2 separate regions of the Arachis hypogaea genome follow, and region 1 is linked to region 2. A link is a contact called in public Hi-C data. All regions are on one chromosome and are shown on one strand. Each heading gives the region's core, a stretch centred on a gene start, on an enhancer-like site or on the middle of the called end of the contact. The rest is flanking DNA. Distances are from core to core; before and after follow the strand shown.

Region 1 (6,969 bases), core at 2,782-5,281, 130 kb after region 2:
TAATGAAGTGAATCTTGTCGGTTACACTGATAGTGATTGGGCCGTAGATATAGAAACATAAAAAAATACTTTGGAATTTACATTTCATCTTGATTCTGGTGCAATTTTATGGTCATTAAAGAAACAAGCAGTAGTAGCAGTCTCTACAGCAGAAGCAGAATATATAGCAGCAGCAAATTATACAACACAAGCAGTTTGGTTAAGAAGAATTCTTGAAGAATTAAATGAGAAACAAAGTACTCCAACAACAATATTTTGCGATAACAAGTCAGCTATTGCACTTTGCAAAAATTCAGTATTCCATGGAAGATCAAAGCATATTAATATTCGATTTCATAAAATCAGAGAATTGGTGAATAAAAAAGAAGTTGTGATTGAGTACTGACCTACTAAAGAATAAGTAGCTGAAATTTTTACAAAATCATTAAAAATCGAATTATTTTTCAAGTTAAAGATGTTTGGAATAATTAATTCTGCAAGCTTAATTTAAGGGAGGTAATGTTAGATAATTAAATCATGAACATTTAAAAATAGTACAAATACAACATGTTAGAATATTAAAAAATTCGAAATCAAATTGAATTGGAATTAGAATCAAATTGCAACCTAACTTAAAAAGTTATAGAAACTACATGAATGTAAGAGAAGATTATGAAAATTATATGAATGCAAATTTCTAGTGCAAGATACCAAATTTGACAAATCAAAGGAAGAATAATGAAGCCAACTCATAAGATGGTGAACAATCTAAAATATACATACAATTTGAAGCAAATTCTACAAATTTCATTGTGTCACCTATGTATTCATGTATTAGTTGTTAAAAAAATGATTATTTTATTAAAAAATTTTGTCTATATAAAGACATATATGTTTATGTAATAATCATGTATTTATTTGTGTGTTACGAACTTTGTTAAATTTATATTTTATTATTATATGTTATTATATATACCGATATAACTAAATATATTAATACTAATATATTAATATTAAATATAATATTAATAAATAGATATATATATATATATATATATATATATATATATATATATATATATATATATATATATATATATATATATATATATAAAGGAAAATCTCTTTTATTTTGTAAAGGCAAGATGTTTTTTAAATTTAAAAAAAAAAAAAAAACTCTTCTCATTATAAGCAAGTTGCTTTAGGAATAATTTAAAAAAATATATAAAAAAGTCTCTCATTCACTAAAAAAGAGTAAATCCATCACTCTAAAGTTCAACACTATACATCTTTATCTTTAAAAATAACACTAAAAAAGATTTCATATCCAATTTTTTTTTTTTTGCCTCACATACGCATGAATTGTCATAGTTTCTATGCATTTTGTTCTATATTATTTGAAAAATTTTTTGCAATACATCATAAATATTCTATTATTTTTATTATGGGATATAAACACTCAGTAATCCTTAAAAAATATTAAGTTATTATATTAGATAATCATCTAAGAATAAGTGAATATAAATCTAGTGGTTCATAGTCATCATGCACTGCAATTGCCAAGTCCTAGTTTAAACCTAGTTTTCATCGTGATTCTTAATATATGGCCATCACTCCCTGACATATATGATATATCACTTCAAATGTTGCTTTGAAGATATGCAGTTATTGACTTTATATTGAAAAGCATATATGTGTTAGATAGAAGAGAACAATACTCACATAAACTTTCTGATTCTCTGGTTTCACCCTAGCTAATATGTAGTACAGGAGAATCGACATTATAATCTATATGTACTTTTAATAATTATTCTGTAGTGGTTAGTTCACATGAGAGACATGTATATGTGTGACGTGTCTATTTGTGGTGGTCTTAATAAGTTCATCTAAAATTTCAAATTATGGGTTTTGTAAATTAAAAAAAAAAAATTAAACATCGACGAATATATCTCTGAAAATTTTAAACAACAAAAGCACCCTGAATAAATTTAAAAATGTTAATAAAAAAATCAAAATGGTAGAAATGTATTATCAAAAATATTTTAGAAATCGATTTTGGCATCGCTTTTTATAAATATAATTAAAAAAAATATATATTTATCCTTAAACTTGATATTTTATGCCACGTTGATTTTTGTGAATTTTTTTGTGGGAGGCAAAATGTTTTTTAAAAAAATAAAAATAGTTTTATAAATTTAATTTTACTCTAATATTTTTTGTACATACTTATAATTATCTAAATATTTTTATAAAAATTTAAATTAAACGAACAAGTCATTTTCAAGTAAAAAAAATATAATTTTTTATTTATATAAAAAGTTTTTTATTTATTTTGTCATGTTATTTTATCGTTTTAATCTTTTAGAAATAGTTTTATCGGTAGCAAAATATTTAAGGTTCGGTTTGGTAAAGTTTTTCAAAGAGGTGCTTGTACTTTTTAAAAGTCTAATATAAACTTATATGTTAACTAATTTTCAAATTTAATACTTGTATTTATGTCTATTATAGTATTTTTAAATTTTAAAAGCTATTTTACCAAACGTAATTATTATTGTTCATATTTATTAAAAATTATTTTAATTTGATTTACCAAATATAAATGTTACAATTTTTAAATTACTCTTAAAAAATAAAAATTTTACCAAACTAAATTTAAGAGTGTTATTGGTAGTTTTCAAAAAGTATTTAATGGTGCGATATTTTCTTAATTACATGAATATCATTTTTTATTGTGACTTACAATATATAGCATTTTTAATATCGTTATAGCGTTTTGGCTGCAGTGCTAAGTAAATTTAGGACGCATTTATAAAATGAAAATTCGTATGCAATTATTTTCGTATTCACGAAGTTGATATTTAATAATTATTAAATAATTTAATAAATTTAATTAAATTTTTATTTAATAATTTTTAACTATTAATTTATATAAAGATAATTATATGTAAGTCTTTATTTATTTATAATATTTTATTAGTAATTTGGATTGAAAAAATATTTCATTAATAAATTTATTATTTATTTGTTGTGTATAGAAAAATGATTTAGTTAAATAATAATAATAATAATAATAATAATAATAATAATAATAATAATAATAATAATAATAATATAGTTAACTAAAAGTACCACTAAAACATTGATTTTTAATGTGATAAATTTGACAATATTAATTAATTTATTACTTTTTTAAAAAATAATTCTTTTGTTATCGGCGAATTTACAGTAAAAAAAAATCTGATGGTAACACTTCATTAATTTATTGTCCGATTAATCTTCCGATAATACCAACATTATTAGTGTCGGAACCAAAAAATCAGAATGGTAACTTATTTCTTAAGGAATTTTTTGTCAGATGGGATCCAACACTAAATCTAATAGTAAAGACTAAAGAGTGAGTTTATAATAATAATAATAATAATAATAATAATAATAATAATAATAATAATAATAATAATAATAATAATATATTATTATTATTATTATTATTATTATTATTATTATCATTTTTATATAATTTATATTTTTGAAAATATCATTTATAAATATTATTGTATATTTACTTAATCATTTATAAATATGCTATTATACTTTAAATTTATACACTATTATTGATAATCTTATTATTTTTATCATTATTTCGGAGATACTCTCCAAATATAAAAAAAAATATAATTTTTTTCTACTATTTTCTACAATTAATCTATTGAGAAAGTAAAATAAGGGTGTTTGTCATTTGTTAATCTACAAAAAAGAAAAAAAATTAAGGATGTTAATAGAAATACAATTGTGTTATTGCTAAATTTTTCTTTAAATTAATCATTTTTTATTTCTATGCAACCTATATATACCTATGTTTAGTTTAATTTAAATATATTATATTCTTGTATTTTTACTTTTGTAAAATGTTAAAGAATATGAAACACGCAAAAATATTTGTTTTATTTAATTTTTCTTATGCATATCGTTCTTATTGAAAATTTAAAGGTATCCATCATCCATGTCATCATTACTATTTAACTCTATTTTTTATAGTATTGGCTTATTCAATTCTTTATTGTCTTTCTTTGTATTGTATTGTATATTTATCTATTTCTTTAGTCTGCATAGACACATGGTATGTCTGGGATGTCTTTTTATTTTGAATTTTGAATTTAAAAATCACCTTTATATGTACCCCCGAATTCAAACGTTTTCTCATTTGTTAGACATCATTACAATATCCCTTTTTCAATAAACTATTAGATTCTCCATCCACAAAAAATCAATGGTATACATTAACTGCAACATTTTAGATATGTCCCTAAATTTTCCTTACCAAAGTTTCCATTCCCTCTAGAAAAGACAATTGTTTTTTTTCTGACAAAAGCTAATCAAAAAATAAAAATATTTATAGCTACCTTAAAAATTAATTAAACGTAAAGTTGCGCAACGCACAAAGATTTGGAACTTTCAATGTTCTAAGTTGATTTGTATTGTATAATTTAATGAATATATTAATTTATTTATTTTGAAGATGAAGAAACTATCATAATAAAAAAAGTTATATATCCAATTACACCATATTTGAATTGACAAGTCTCTACACTGTATTGTACATAATACATTTTTATATGTTATTATTACTATTAATTATTAATATAGATTCAAAACATTACTTAGAAATAATAATTATAATAGGAAGATTTATATTATTTTTATACAGTGAAAATATTGCTTGCAAGTGATAATTTATACGTAAATATTATTCAAGTAACATAATATTTTAAAATTTTAATAGAAAATTATTAAATTTATATAACTATTCGAATTCAATTTAAATTTATATAATTAATTATTTTGTTGAAATCAAATATTGTGTGCATTATATTAATTTTTTTTATATTATATAACCATTTATCAAACTCTTCATATAATTCTATAAATAAGAGACAAGTTAAGACAAAAAAGTGTACATTCTACTATTCTAGTAATTTCAAATGGGACTCTAAGAACAACTCAAACAAGATTTTCTGTATCATTTTTCATGCATTTTTGCAATTTCATATTTTTAAATATAAATTTACCTATAACCCTAAAGTCCATGGTGATGATGAAGTTTCAAGTACTATAATTCTCTTTTTTATTTTTTGAAAGTAAGTACTATATTAGCATAGTCTATTAAATATCAATCATCAGATCTATTTAGAGGAAAAAATATATTCTTTGAATTTATTATAACATTGATGTTTCAATTTTTAATTGGAACATTTTAAATGTACCTAAATGAATTCTATAATTTGTGACTGAACTACATGCCGAATCTAATTCTGTGTGATACTGTGATCTAAAAATTATGAACTTAAACTGTAATTATTAAATTACTCTTTTTTATAGACTATTTTAAGATTTGTTCATATATATATATATATATTAGACGGTGTAAATTGTATATAATCAATTGAGGGATTGTATATTTTATAAATAAATAAAAAAATAAGTATTATTTAAACATCTTAATTATCAAAAAGAAAGTGTCATTTTCTTTTCTTAATTCTATGTTTTTTAAAGTAAATTATGTTATATATAAAAAAATAGTTTTTTGTATATAAAATATATTATAATATAAAATATATATTAAATTAAAATTATATAAAATAATATATATAAATATACATAAATATATAATAACTGATTTACTAGTTAATTTATATAATATATATATATATATAACACTTTTTTCTAACATTATTTATAAAAAATTTAATTTTAATGTATTGTCACGTAAATTCAATTACATAACACCACGTGTTAGAAAAAATATATTTTTTATATTAATTGCGTAAAAAATTATTTTAAAGAATAAATGTGATTAAATAATTATATAAAATATTTTTATGCCATATCAAAATTAAAATAATTTACAAAACTTGCAATTGCAACAAATACAACGAACCCTAAAAAATATATACAATAACATATATAATATTTTATTAACTAATTTCCTTTGTCATAGATTCTTAACTCTTGATCCTAACACAATTTGTCCCTCCTCTTATGATGACTCTGCTTCTGTATTGTGGTGTAGTATCTTTTATTGTCAGAAGAGAGAAGAAAGGGGGGGGGGGGGGTGGTTTGAATAGAAGCAGGGGTAAAGACTGAAGTCTGAAGCATGAGAAATTGTATGTCTATGTGATGTGTTCCCATGTTGATGTTCATGACCGAGTTTCTAAAGGTGGCTCAGCAATTCCTTTTGTTGGAGTGAAGCCATTCTTACTTTTGTAGCAGATATTGCGTTTAAAGGGTCTCTAACTACCTATTTCCACAGGTTTCAGCTGTTTTGATGCTTATTAGGCTCTACCCCATAGCCCTGCTATTTAGCTTCAAAGATCTTTAATTTTGAGCGGTTTTTATTACTTACTACACCCTAAATCTACTTTCCTGTGATGAATCTTCAAAAAGATGGACATGTCTAAACCGTCAAATATAAAATTTTCATAAGTATTATAAGGTATTATTATTAAAATAGAATTTTTTAAATAAATAATTTAAATATTTTATTTACGGATATAAATAATTTATGGTCAATTTATGTTTTACGTCTTATTATTTTATCATGTAAAAAAATTGATTATGCACATATCTCATTTATACTGTAAATGAGATAAAATACAGACATTAATGAACGTATCACAGATACACATGTTGTGTAACAGTAAATATATAAATGAGATATGTGCATAATCAATTCGTTTACACCGTAAACGAGATATGCACAAATATAATTTTCAAATGTTTTTCATTTTCTATCTCTCTCTTATTAGACCTTTCTCTTAGATATGTAAGATATTCGGATTTGATGGCACATACAAATGCAAGAAAGGACAATGATTTCAAACTATCCATAATCCTGAGACATGGTGGAGGTGAGACAAGTGTGTGGCCCTCTAAATTTACACTCTTCCTTATCAAATTAAAATAAGATTGTTATACGTTCTTTCCAAAATAATT
Region 2 (6,472 bases), core at 3,252-5,751:
ATTTCTAGTTTATATGCCACAAAATCTCTAATTATCCAAGAGGTAAAAAGATTATATGTCACGTATCCTATTAAATTCAGATAATTAAAATTTAGGAGAAATAGTTTTCAAGCTGTTGTTCAGATAAAGAGCTTTTCCAAGTTTTACAAGAACTCAAATAAAAAGAGGGTCATACTTCCGTTCCACCCAAATTCATAAAATAAAGAGCGAAAACAATTCTTAAATTATAAATCCATACATAAATTAAAATAGTAAAAGCAATAAAATTAATCCATAGAAATAGACAGAGCTCCTAACCTTAACAGTGGAGGTTTAGTTACTCATGGAAAAGAGAAAATAAGGATTCAGGTCCAAATGTACCGTCCTCCAATCTGATGGCATCAGATCCCTTTTTATAACTAATCCTAATAAATTTAAAATCTAATATTTAAAATTAAACTTAAGATAATATCTTTTCCTAATTTAAGATTTGAATTTAAATTTGAATTAATTAACAGATCTTCAGTTGATGGATGAGGACCACTTGTTCTGCCCATTCTGCAGCTTCTAATCTGTGTTTTCTGGGCTGAAAATTGAGTTAAAACAGCCCAGAAATCGCCCCCAGCGTTTTTCTACATTTTCTGCACGTGGTGCATGTGACGCGTCCGCGTCGTCCACGCGTTCGTGTCATTTGTGCAGATTCCAGTCCACGCGATCGCGTCAGGCACGCGATCGCGTCATTGCGATTTCCTCCATTCCGCGCGGTCGCGTGAGCCATGCGTCCGCGTCGGTATTCGCTGGTCATCTCCTTGGCTTCTTCTCTTTTTCTGCAGAAACTCCATCAAATTCCGCCAAATGCTATCTAAAATAAACAGTATTGTACAAAATTCAAAATAGCATCCATAATGGCTAAAATATAATTAATTCTTAATTAAATTCAACAATTTAGATACAAATTCACTAGAAAAAGATAGACAAAATGCTCACGCATCAAAGAACAATAATAATAAATTTTATCTTTAGGCACAACTTGGAGTATTTTTCGATTGGCATCAAATTGAACTGATTGAATATGAAGCACTAGTATTAGGAGTCCTAAAATTGGAGCATAACCCTTAATAATTGAGTATCAATAGAAATGAAAAGCAGATAAGAAATATCTTCAAATTTTTCAATAAAGTCTTCTTGCCTTCTCATTTGAGACCATATTTGTTTAAGCACTATTAAATCATTTGACTCAAATTCACATTTTCATCAGGCGACAACTAGGGAGACCCTAAAAAATTAACAATAGGGACAAAATTATATAAAGTAAAATTTATGTATAGATATTTTATTTTAGTTTTTTTTTTCACAGTATATTCTAACACAATAAATCAAGAATTAATCTGTTGTGAATTTGAACTCCATTTAAAAATTTGTCATTGTCAATAAATTATTATATATACAAAGTAAAATTTAAATTTTTGACACTTACTTAAATAAACTAATAATATTCTAAGACATATTACAAATAACTCCTAATTAAATAGTATCATAAAGTTAATTATCACTATTTTTTTAGTTAATTTATTTATTTGATGATATCCTTGCAAAATTGGATAATGTATATGCAACATATGGGAAAACAAAATTAGCATTAAAGAAAATAATAACAAAAATCATTTAGTGAAATGTAAAGATTTGATTCTTAAAAAAAGGTTCTAAGATTGTACATATAATGTGAACGTGATGGCTTTAGACTCTTTATCAGATCTTTGAATTTTTCAAACACCAATACATTGGCTAATAGTAAAAATTTTATTCATGCATGAAAAAGATGATAAATTCGAGACAGAAATTTTTATGTGCTTATAAAAGTACCGAAGGTTTCACAAAACAACATTACTTAGCTTATTCTTTTATCTAACTTATGGGTATTGAGCTCGGATTTAGAGCTTGTGAGTACATGTGATGAAAAATAATGGAACAATTTATGTACAAATAATATAAATACAAATTAACATACAAGATATATATTTAAGGAAAAAAAGATCAATGAAAAAAAAAATTAATATAAGGCTTGACCTACAAAAAATGTCTTTAGTAGAGTAGTCAAATTGTCGCAACATTCTTATCCGGAACGGTGTAACTTGATGGCGATCTAGAGATGAGAAAGATATTCGTCACTTTTAAAGGAAATCGTATTATGAAATTTGAAGTCGCTATTAATCAAATTTTTCACAAAAAATGGAATGATTAACTAGATGTAAAAGAAAAAAAAATAAATAAAAAAAATAAAAAACTGTAATACCAGAGTTTAGATTTGGGGGTTGATTATGAATGAAAAAAGTACTAACACTCTATCTTATCCGTTCAAACGGTTATCTTTTACTTTATTATTATTTATGAATTTAATTTAATTAGTCTTTTTTTAAATATATATATTTTTATTTTTTTATTAACCGAAACTTTTTAACACCATTGGTGACAACTTAATTAATTATGTTTTTAATAATTTTTATGAAATTAAGTTTAATCATAGCTCGCTCATGATTAAATCTGAAATAAAATTCTTAAGAATATTAGATAGAATAATTTAACCAGTATCCTAATCTTCTTCTAATTTTTATCATTAGATAATTTGAAGAGTTATAAAATATATTATATTATGATAATATTATATTATTTTACAAAAATATTGATTAAATAATTATAAAAAAGTACAGAAGAAATAAACTAAAATTATAAAATAAATCATATTATAATCTTTGATATAACAGTTGATGGAGTGGTTATTTACATTTTTAAAGACACTTTTGATTTAGACAATATATAAATCACATTAATATCATAAAAATTTAAAGAAAACGATGAAATTTATATGTTAGATCTGAAAGAAAATTTAAAATAAAATGTAGCGAAAAAACTGCATACCAAGAATAATGTTAGTTTTACTGATTCTTTGAAATTCCTTCAACAATCTTCTTTGAGAATTTTTTTTATCTCTATTTGTTGAAATTTTAAAATAACTACTTCTTTTAAAATTTCTACCGACAATAATGATCTCTTTAGACTAACTTGTAATATCTATAAAAAAAATATTCCTACATCAATACAAACTAAAGAAGAAAATCTCAGCACTCGCACATGTTTTGGCAGTTATTTTCGATGACAGGTTGGGGATGAGCTGAGCATGATTTTGTTATTCAATATCTTCATGCTGCTAAAGATCTTTTCTCTTACTTTGATCTGCTGCCAACTTATTACTGGTGACTTTCATATTTTTTTTTTGGATATTAATATAAAAAATATTAAAATAAAATTATTTTTTTAATTTTTAATTTTATTTAAAAAAAAAAAGAAAATAATAACAACAACAATAACATGTAAATATCTAGACAAATTTAAATACCAACAATGAGCTTCTTGAATGAGGCTTCATTTGTTACCATCTAGTTTTGAGGGATACTCATATTCTTGTATTGTATTGTTGATCTTTAAGAATCCTTGCTCCACTTTTGAGTTTGTTGAATAACCCATCTACAAGGATCATCCACGTCTTTGTCGTTGTGGGCTCTGTAGATTCTGCAAAAAATTCGTAGAAGGTTGATATAACATTATTTATCTTAAATAAAAAAAATTATCATTCTGGGAGTATGTTTATCTCAATAACATTATATTTGGTGCTACTAATAGAAGTTTGTGCAAGCACTTTTTTGATATTATGCAAGTGATTAATATGAAAATTTATAAAAATATTTGGATAGTTATTTAGAAAGTGTATAAAAAAAATTGATATCTAAATTTTATTTTTTATTTTTTTAAAAATTATTTTTGGCCATGAGCAAAAGTTTTCAAAAGATATTACTTGACTCAAAAATACCAAATTTTAAAAATAACAAATATTTTAATTTTTAATCATATTCACAAAAAATTGTATCAAAATCCCATCTATAGAGTCTTTTTCTAAAATTATATATTTAACAATTAGTTATTTTATCATATTTTAAAATATTTTTTTAGAATATTTTTATTGTTAATAAATTCAAAAAATAATTTTTTTAGCGATTTGATCATTCAACAGAATTTTTGATGATTTATTTTTTAAAATATTTATTTTAAATATTATTCAAGAAAAGATATTTTATAGAAATTAAAATTATCCAAAAACTCCCTTCTCTATTATCTATGATTACTATTAACTAAGTACTTTTAAAATTATCTAAAGAATCCCTTCGTCTTTGATTCATATTATGGTCTTAAATAAATGATTAAATTTTTTTAATATTAAAGAGAGTAATTTTTTCATTCTTTTCTTGCATATTATCCTAAAATTATTTTTAAAAAAACATTGACGAAAAACAACAAAGATAAAGAAGAATTTTAAAAAATAAAAAATAACATTATTAATTTTTGTAGTGATAATAATTGTCATTATTGATTTATAAGTGGGCTCAGCAATAAAGGCCGCAGCATACAGGGCTCATTCTTCTCTATTTTAAAATTCTTCTCATACTCCGTCCAACATATAAAAAAAAAAAACCTGTCGCACGATCTCAAATTATTTTGTTTACTTCTTTCTCAGATCAAATAATCTAATCCCATCGCTGTTTTTCTTCGGTCCTCACTTTTCGCAGCGGCTCCACTCGTCTTCCACATCAGTCACAGCCAACTGCAGGTTCCAATTTTCTGTTTCATGTGTTCTTCGCTTTCGTCTTTGTGCTGGTTATCTTGATTTGTTTCCGTCCTAATGCGTCTTCCAACTTCAATTCTTTATGATTGTTATTCTTGTTATCATCATTGTTATTGTTGCTATTATTATCTGTTTTGGATATTGGTTGATCTTAAAGTTAGAACTTAGAAGTCAAAGGCTTTTGACATCACATCTTTTCTTTTGTGTCCAACCCCTACCCGTTGGAGTTCAGATTTCAGTGGGTAGAGAGGCTGGCCAATCTTTTTGACGGTTACATTCAAAATCTAAACATTTAGGTCGCAAAAGCCCATATATATATGTTTGCTTTCCGATCACTTGCGATTCGTGTGATAAGAAGATTTAATGTCAATCTTGTATTGCCTTAATAAGAAGATTTGGATGTTCTTTGATCCATCACTTGATTCGAGTTGATTTTTACTCAAATATTAATAGAAACTTGGAATTAATTATGCACAGAATTTATGATCTAATTTGGAGCAAATGTTCAACCTAGTCCCTAAATTTTTATGCTTGCATCAAGTTGGTTCCCAAATATTTTTTGAATCAATGTGGTACTGATATTTTCTCGGTGAATCATGTTCGTCCTGCGATTCATTAATGGAGTCCTTGCATGGATAGGTTTGTCATCAGGTGGTACTACAGTGGCTAGAAGATGACATAAGATGAGTTGGAAGAATAAGAATTTGTTTGTTTTACTGGGAAATAGTAGTTAATGTGGGGTGGGGTGTGAATTCATTTTTGTATTTGGTGTTTGAAGGGCAAATATGACGTTTTCGTGGGATTCACTCAACAACGAAACAATCTCGTCTTGCTTGAGTGCCACTTTGGCACTTAACAGTTCGCGATAGCATTCTGTTAATGGAAGTTTTCACAATGTCTAATTTGATTCATGGGAAAATATCGGTTACCAAGTTGATTCAAAAATAATTTCTAGGACCAGCTTGATATGAGCATTTACTCATTTAATGTGTGTATAGATGTTGAAGAGTTTTAATCCTTATTATGTAGCTCTGGTAATTTAGTTGCTGCTATGTGTATATTAACATTCTTAGATATGTGTTTAGTTTCTCACTGTTCGAGTATTTAAATATTAGTTAGGATGGTGTAGTTAGATACTTGAATTATTATCTGAATTTAACTTAAATAGTTATCTTTCTCCTCTCTTTTTTTCACACGACTAAACACCTATAAGTAGGTTGCACCGTGTATCATATTGATTCTCAAAAATTACAGATCCTCTTTTCTAAATCTCTTCCCTTAGTCTCTACCAATCACAAAATTAAATGATGATTATTTATTGCTAATTGGTTATACTTTATATAATGTTAGTTGCTTCTGTAGTGTTATTATGTGATTGCACTTTATGTGACTTTCATATTTCTGAAGTTGTAGTTTATCTTGAAATTGGAGACATAGTTTGAAGGGAAGCTTCCTTGCTAGCCCAGGTAAATTTGCTTCCTAATTCTTGCCTCTTTAATTTTATGGATATTCACTTTTACAACCAAATCAGTATGAGCTTTTTATGTTTGAACATCAAGACATCTGTGACAAGTCCCTGGTTGCTGTTTGTTTTTCTGCACAAATCACTTTCTTAATGCCATGATGTTTGCATTTTGTTAAACATGACAGACACTCAGACAGGAATGGGATGTCGATAACTTGATATAAATCGCTCTACATCCATCAGTTCTTTCACTTTGTTTTCTTCTTAAAGGATTTTTTCCCCTTTAAGATTTGTTAATTATACATTAAGCACATGGATTGCAAGTAGCCGAAGTCAAGTTCTGTGATGGTTAT

What was found. Hi-C and Micro-C count contacts between places; a contact is called where the count stands out from the background.
Region 1: a Hi-C map of leaf shows a contact between it and region 2, with 2.7 times the contacts expected there. The contact joins the enhancer-like site here to the promoter of LOC112754919 in region 2. A contact is called at or near these places in 2 of 8 Hi-C or Micro-C datasets (both in leaf).

Annotation. Positions count from the first base shown.
Region 1 is chr16:127,097,455-127,104,423 of arahy.Tifrunner.gnm2.J5K5, forward strand. No RefSeq gene overlaps it. Among protein-coding and RNA genes, the nearest start is that of LOC112754920, 12 kb to the right of the region's middle. Within about 2 kb of position 4,032, at least 1 of the 3 cell types and tissues checked has open chromatin away from gene starts, as enhancers often do.
Region 2 is chr16:126,964,270-126,970,741 of arahy.Tifrunner.gnm2.J5K5, forward strand. LOC112754919 reads left to right here and starts at 4,502. Exons shown (of 3, transcript XM_025802741.3): 1 at 4,502-4,639; 2 at 6,062-6,120.